Linked DNA regions of Ovis aries: region 2 is linked to region 1. The links are chromatin contacts, called in public Hi-C maps. All regions are on one chromosome and are shown on one strand. Each heading gives the region's core, a stretch centred on a gene start, on an enhancer-like site or on the middle of the called end of the contact. The rest is flanking DNA. Distances are from core to core; before and after follow the strand shown.

Region 1 (3,222 bases), core at 455-2,954:
TTTTGGCTCCTCTCAGCAGTCCCCACCCAGTGCCGTATTTCACTTTCTTCTGTAGTTTGCTGTTTCTGGTCGCCTGTGGGTTGGACCAGAAAACCGTGTGCGTCAAATGAGAGCCCTCCTCAGGGGCTACGTTCTGGGCGCTGTTGCTTCCAGAGGTGCCAATGAGCTCTTCCACACTTTCTGCCTACTTCTGGCTTGGGCGGTGCTTAGAAAGTTGTTCTGAGAGTCTGTCTCCCTATGGTGTGGCAGACGGACTCTGGGAACTCGTTGGGCTTTCCCCTCCCCCGGTTGTAGGGCACCTGGAGCAGGAGGTGTTAAGGAGGAGCTGCCGGGACCCTCCTTCCGTTGTTTGCTCTACGGCTGCCTGCTTTTCCAGCGTGTGGTTTATCCCTTCTGTTTACTGTGTTTATGTTGTTTTGCTTTATGCGACTACCGTTGTTTTCACCAGTTCACACTTCCTTAGGTGTTGCATGAAGTCAGTGGTTGCGCGGGCTCTGTGGTTTCCCTGTTGTCTGGTTCCGTAGCTGCTGGGCTGTGACGGATGGGTACTGTTGGGAAGCTGGCTGAGCCCCTCTGCGGGGCTGTCTCCCCCTTGCCGTGGAGAAGGGAGGCTGTCGTGAAGTGGGAGTAGCCTGCTCGGAATGCATGCCCGGTGCTGTGCAGTTGCTTGCTCTGATGCGTTTGTTTGCAAGCGTTGTCCCTGGAAACGAGCCTCAGGATGGCCTTTTTCTGTTGACACAGGCTTAGTGGGGAAATCCAGCCCTGTTTACCTGGACTCAGCGGAACCCTTCCTTCCTGGCATTTGCAAAGAGTTGATCGGCTCGTCGTTAGAGCTTCTTGGACAGAGTGATGATGAAGAAGGCACCGTGGCAGACAGCCTGATGAGCAGTTTCCTCAGAATCCACGACGGGGTACTGGCCGTGTCCAGAGCCCACGAAGAGCAGGACGAGGACAGTCAGTGTAGCTGTAAGCGTCCGCACCGACCTGTCCGCGGGGACCGCCGTGTCCTGCGCATCCTCAGTGGCATGGCACCTCTGCCGTGCATTGTCTGACGCTCGTGTTTGCGTGGCGAGCGTCTGTGAGCTCTTTTACTGGGAGGTCGTTTCTGCTCATCACTTTTCTTCTTCTTTCCAAGTGTTCACTGACCGAGCAAACCAGTCGCTCGCAGTCCAGGTGACAAGCGCGTTCGAGCAGCTTGCGGTGCTGACGGGACCCTGGGTGAGCGGTGTCCTCCTGGAGGCTGGCCGGGCGGCCCTGCTGGCCGAGCTGCGGCAGGAAGTGAGGACGCTGGGGAGCCGCTTGCAGCTGTTTCTGCAGGTAACGGGGCCGTGGGTCCCCTTAGGACTCCTGCTCAGCAAGTGTCTGTTGACTTCCTCCTGTTTGTGCCTCGCCCAGGCCCAGACCTCTGTGGGAAATCATGAGACTGGGTGTTGAGCAATTGACTTAATGAACCAGAGCTGCCAGGGGTTTCTGTGGGCCAGGCTGTGGCAGTGCTGTGCGGTTTATGAGTAGTAACTCCTCTAGTTTTTGCTGTAGCCCCAGACGTGCACGCTGGTCTGTCTCCTCTAAGGAAGGGAAGGCCAGGGAGGATGTGTCCAGTGTTCTCCACTGACAGGCCATAGCCTTGAGTCCAGAGTGCTCCTGACGCCCAGGCCACAGCCAGGCTGGGAAAGGGGGCGGGGCCTTGCTCTGGGCCTGGGGGAGGGGTGGGGCCTCGCTCTGGTCAAAGGCGGTGAGTTAGTCACAAGCCTGCTGATCCGACCCAGGGCAGAGAGTATTTCTGTTGCCTCTTCCCTTAGATGAGGTTTGACTGTAGGAAGATGTAAGATAGAAGCTTCTTTTCGCTCATAGCATCTGCAGGTGGGCTTGGCTGCCTTGGGGCCCCGCTTCCTTCCGTGCAGCCCGTGGCTGGCCTGAGCTCCGTGTCCACCCTGTGTCAGCGCCCTGGGCTCTGTGTCCATCCCATGGAAGGGCCGCAGGGGAGGTCAGTGCATGGGATGGGAGAGGGGACAAAGAAGGTTGGGGCCTTGGGGATCTTCATTCAAGGAGGTTTCTGGAAATGGTCATGTGACGTTTCTATTCACACATCTTTGGCCAGAGTGTCATCACATGTAGGGCCAGGGTCCCTGGGACCTGCATTTTTATTCCAGCAGCCACGTGCCCAGTGAGGATGGAGGAGGGGAAGTGGGAGCAGAGGCCCTGAATCTTCCGATGCCCAGACCTCCACCGGGAAAGGCCCGCACATCCCAGGGGCCTAAGCGGAAACCCCGAGAGACAGCGAAGCTTCTAGATGTTGGCCAGATCCTCCGGTGCCTCCCAGGCCTTCCCAGTCCTCTCATCTAGTGGACACTTTGTCATGTCAGGCGCCTACTGGGAGGGACTCTATTGACTGACTGTAGGGTGTAGAGTTAGAGAAGGCAAGATTCAGAAAAAGAATGAGACCGGTACTTTACAGAGCAGATCACCTTTCGTGAGGCGAGAAGGGGCAGCAGTCAGATTAGTGAGCTGCTGCATTAACCCAAGGAAAGAGTAGGTATATATAGGCATATATGTGGAAAGCCACTGTCTTAAGGAGGCCTGTTCTCTCCAAGGTTGTTTGGAGTAGTTATCTCTTAAACGGCTGGGGCAAGGAATTTTGGAGATCGGCCAGAGGCTGGACCAGCTGGGAGTTGGGCGTATCAACCTTAATGTCCATTTTTTTTTTTCCTTTGGGTGACAGAGTACTTTGTTTTCCATAGAATGGTGGGGAGGACCTGGAGGGGAGTTTTAACTCGAGGCTATTTTGAGCCATGTAACTTTCCTTCACTGATCTGGAACCCGCACAGCTCGCTGCGGCCTGCTCGTCTGTTGGTACAGAAGCTGTTTGGGGGCGGCCTGTGTCCTCCTCATGCCCTCACTGTCAGAGGCTACTGGGCTGCACACTGTCTGGCTCTGATCGGACTCTCGTGAAGCACAGCTGCTGTAGGAGCGGGCGCAGAACCACTTCTTCTTGTCCTTCCCTCCCCTGGTCATCTCAGGTACCTGACACCTTGGGCCATTTTTGTCTTACAGGGATGCTCTTCGGATATTTCACCGATGGTCAAAGAGGCTCAAAAGCAAGTGATCCAAACCGTGTGCCGAGCCGTCGCGTGTGTGGGGCGGTCAGTGGCCCTCACTGGGGGCCGGCTGCATCTGCTGGAGAGCGGCGCTCACGGGGCCCCGGGCCTGCAGGTAGTGGGCCGC
Region 2 (3,222 bases), core at 378-2,877, 36 kb before region 1:
ACTCCTTGGAAGGAAAGTTGTGACCAACCTAGACAGCATATTAAAAAGCAGAGACATTACATAGTCAACAAAGGTCCGTCTAGTCAAGGCTATGGTTTTTCCAGTAGTCATGTATGGATGTGAGAGTTGGACTATGAGGAAAGCTGAGTGCCAAAGAATTGATGCTTTTGAACTGTGGTGTTGGAGAAGACTCTTGAGAGTCCCTTGGACTGCAAGAAGATCCAATTAGTCCATTCTAAAGGGGATCAGTCCTGGGTGTTCATTGGAAGGACTGATGCTGAAGCTGAAACTCCAATACTTTGGCCAGATGTGAAGAACAGACTCATTGGAAAAGACCCTGATGCTGGGAAAGATTGAAGGCAGGAGGAGAATGGGATGACAGAGGATGAGATTGTTGGATGGCATCACCCACTCAATGGACATGAGTTTGAGCAAGCTCCAGGATTTGGCAATGGACAGGGAGGCCTGGCATGTTGTGGTTCATGGGGTCACAAAGAGTTGGACATGACTGAGCAACTGAACTGAACTGAACTATCCGTTTCTACTTATAAACTTTTTTTACTTGTTATGTTGAAAGGTATCTTTATATCTTCTGTCATATTTAATGTATTTTTGTAGTTTACTACATTTTATTTTCACTATTGTGAACTATGTATGAGTTTAGAATTTTTATGTATTTGTGTTTGTTGGTCTTCTCCTTTGCCATAGCTTCTTTTGCTCTCTAGACTTGATTATTTTCCCATAGACCTGATAAATACTACATTCTTTTTTTCTGATGGTTGCTCTATAACTTAATTTCAATAAATTTTAGAATGATTTTTAGAGAGAGTTTTAGAACGAGCATTTTATTATACATTCAATTTTTCTATGCATTCAGAGTCCCTTCTAATTTCTCTTTCTATCCCGCTGAATCCAATTTCTTTACCTGCACTTTTCGCTATTTAAGAAAGTTACTTTAAAATATCTTTTCGACTAGAGCTCGTCTCGTTCATCTGGTTAGTTTTCAGCAAGTATACTTATCTTTTCGTGCTTCAAAACCTTATTAGGATTTTTCTAGAAACCGAGTTGTATCTCACGGGGTGGGCTTGTAATTCTAGTTGCACCGCCAGCTAGCTGTCTAATTTTTCACAAGTTTAATTGTAAACTTCAGCCCCTCATTGGTAACCTGGGGGATCATGTTAATATTTACCTGGTAAGGTACTCAGGATTAAATGAAAAACTTCCATCTAAGACATTCAGCGCACTTCCTATCACTAGGCTTTGCACTCGAAATCCTAGAAAACCGTGAATGGCTGTGGCTACCGAGGGGGCACGCAGTTATTTCTGCACAGAGAGGTCCGGGGGCGACGCGGACGGATGGTGCTCATTTTGCTCCGGGGCTGGACAAGGGCATCAACGTTCGCGTCCTCCGCCAAGCACCCCGAGCGCGCCCCCGCCGCTCGAAGTCCGCGCCCCCGCCCCCTCGAGCGCGCCCCCAGCCCGCAGTCCGCGCCCCGGCCGCCCGCGTCCCTGCGCGGCGCGCCCAACCCAGGGGGCGGGGCCGTTGCCTAGGAGATGCGCGCGCGTTTCCGGGAAGACGTGCGTGCGCGGCGCCCGGCAGCCAATCAGAGGGCGGGGCGCGTATTCAAACCGCGGGGCGGCAGCGGAGGCGTGAGCGGCGCGAGGAGGCCAGGAGCCTGCGAGGTGGGGGCTGTGGTCCGGGCGCGGCGCGTCGGTGCGGGCGAGGGTGGGGTGGGTGGACAGCTCGGGAGTCCGGGAGGGCCGGGGGTCCCCGGGGCCGGGTGCGAGGGTCTCCAAGGGGGGCGGGCCGGGGTTCTCCCGGGAGGGCCAGGGGCGGGATCGGGCCGCGCCCTCCCCGCCGCGGACCCCTCGGAGGGCGTCTTCCGGGCGCGTGGCCGCCGGGCGGCGGGGTGGCCGCTGAGAGCCCACCCCGGGGTCTGGGCACCCCTTCCCTCCAGTGTCCCGGGGCGTACCCCCGCCCCTCCTCAGACCCCGAGCTTCGTGCTCCTTGTAAATAGCAGCCGGTTTTCAGCTGCGGGTCAAGTCCTCGGTTTCTTCTTGTTTCTGTATTTACTTCCGTATCAGGAAATCTTTAACTAAAAGATTGCCTGCTTTTAGTTAGAAGGTGATGGGAGATGCTTCGATCCTGGCATGATTGTTAGTGATTTAGAACTTGCACAGGTTACTTAAAAATGAACCTCTGTTGTTTTGTACCTCCAGAGTCATGATCTCTGGGGTTGATTTTAAAAATACGACGGTTAGTTGCTGTATTAGCAGGACGAGTCTCTGTGGGAGCAGTAGAGAGCTGCAACTCACGGCGAGCTTCAAGTGGGGACCAGCCCCAGGAGAGGGGCAGCTGGTTCCGCCTCCCAGATTGTGTGCGCTCAGGGGGACCGCGCCGCCAGTCTCCTGAACGTTTTGTTTCATTGAAGAATCCTATATGGTAGGATCCTATATGGTCCTATATGGTAGCCTGTTATGTGTGCAGTAGTATTATGTCTAAAGAACAATGTATATGCCTTCATTTAGAATACTTGGTTGGTAAAAACGGTAACCATCATCAGAACCTTCAGGAGTCCTCCTACTAACATCAATTCCACTGGCCACAGATCGCCTTGACCAGTAGCATCTAATGGAAATGTTTAAAGTGTGGGAATTTCCAGAGCTGGGACGCAGACCTGAAGAGAGCAGATGCTCACTTGGGAAAATGGCACTGACTTGTTGACACATGGTTGCTACAAACATTCAGTTTGTAACAAAAATGCAGAAGGGGCAACAAAGCGAAGCCCCTAAGCCAGATGAGGCCTGCCTGTGTGGAGAAAAGGAGGGAATTCAATGACAGCGGGTCAGAGGAGAGGGACAGCCTGGGTGGTGATGGCCTCCTAGTGGCTGAGCTGCTAGTTTTTCATTGACTGGGCCGTTGCTGGGTGAGGATGAAACCTTTTCTTCCTCTTTGCCCTGGGATGTGAAGTAGCTTCTTCCTGTAGAGTCTGTGAATATAGCAAGGGATAAAACATGAGAGCTCCTGTTCAGATACCCTGCACTCCCACCCCTCACTCTGTTTTAAATGAGGGTTCCTTTCTTTGCCTTCACAATGAAATAGTTTCATCAGATGTCATTTTGCAAGTTAGAATCAGACATGCAAATTTAAAGACTTGTTCACGTCAGTATAACCAGTTGGATGCAGCGTTGACGGGAAGTCAGACCTCAGCTGTGTCTGCT

Evidence for each region. Hi-C and Micro-C count contacts between places; a contact is called where the count stands out from the background.
Region 2: a Hi-C map of liver shows a contact between it and region 1, with 2.2 times the contacts expected there. The contact joins the promoter of KIF14 here to the enhancer-like site in region 1. A contact is called at or near these places in 3 of 16 Hi-C or Micro-C datasets (hypothalamus, liver and mixed tissues).

The regions. Positions count from the first base shown.
Region 1 is chr12:78,656,288-78,659,509 of ARS-UI_Ramb_v3.0, reverse strand. It overlaps KIF14 (kinesin family member 14), which reads left to right. Exons shown (of 30, transcript XM_042229316.1): 24 at 742-966; 25 at 1,136-1,317; 26 at 3,052-3,210. Among named protein-coding and RNA genes, the nearest start is that of KIF14, 36 kb to the left of the region's middle. Within about 2 kb of position 1,704, at least 4 of the 54 cell types and tissues checked have an H3K27ac peak or open chromatin away from gene starts, as enhancers often do. A contact at or near this core is called in liver, where this site is marked.
Region 2 is chr12:78,691,846-78,695,067 of ARS-UI_Ramb_v3.0, reverse strand. KIF14 (kinesin family member 14) reads left to right here and starts at 1,627. Exons shown (of 30, transcript XM_042229316.1): 1 at 1,627-1,683.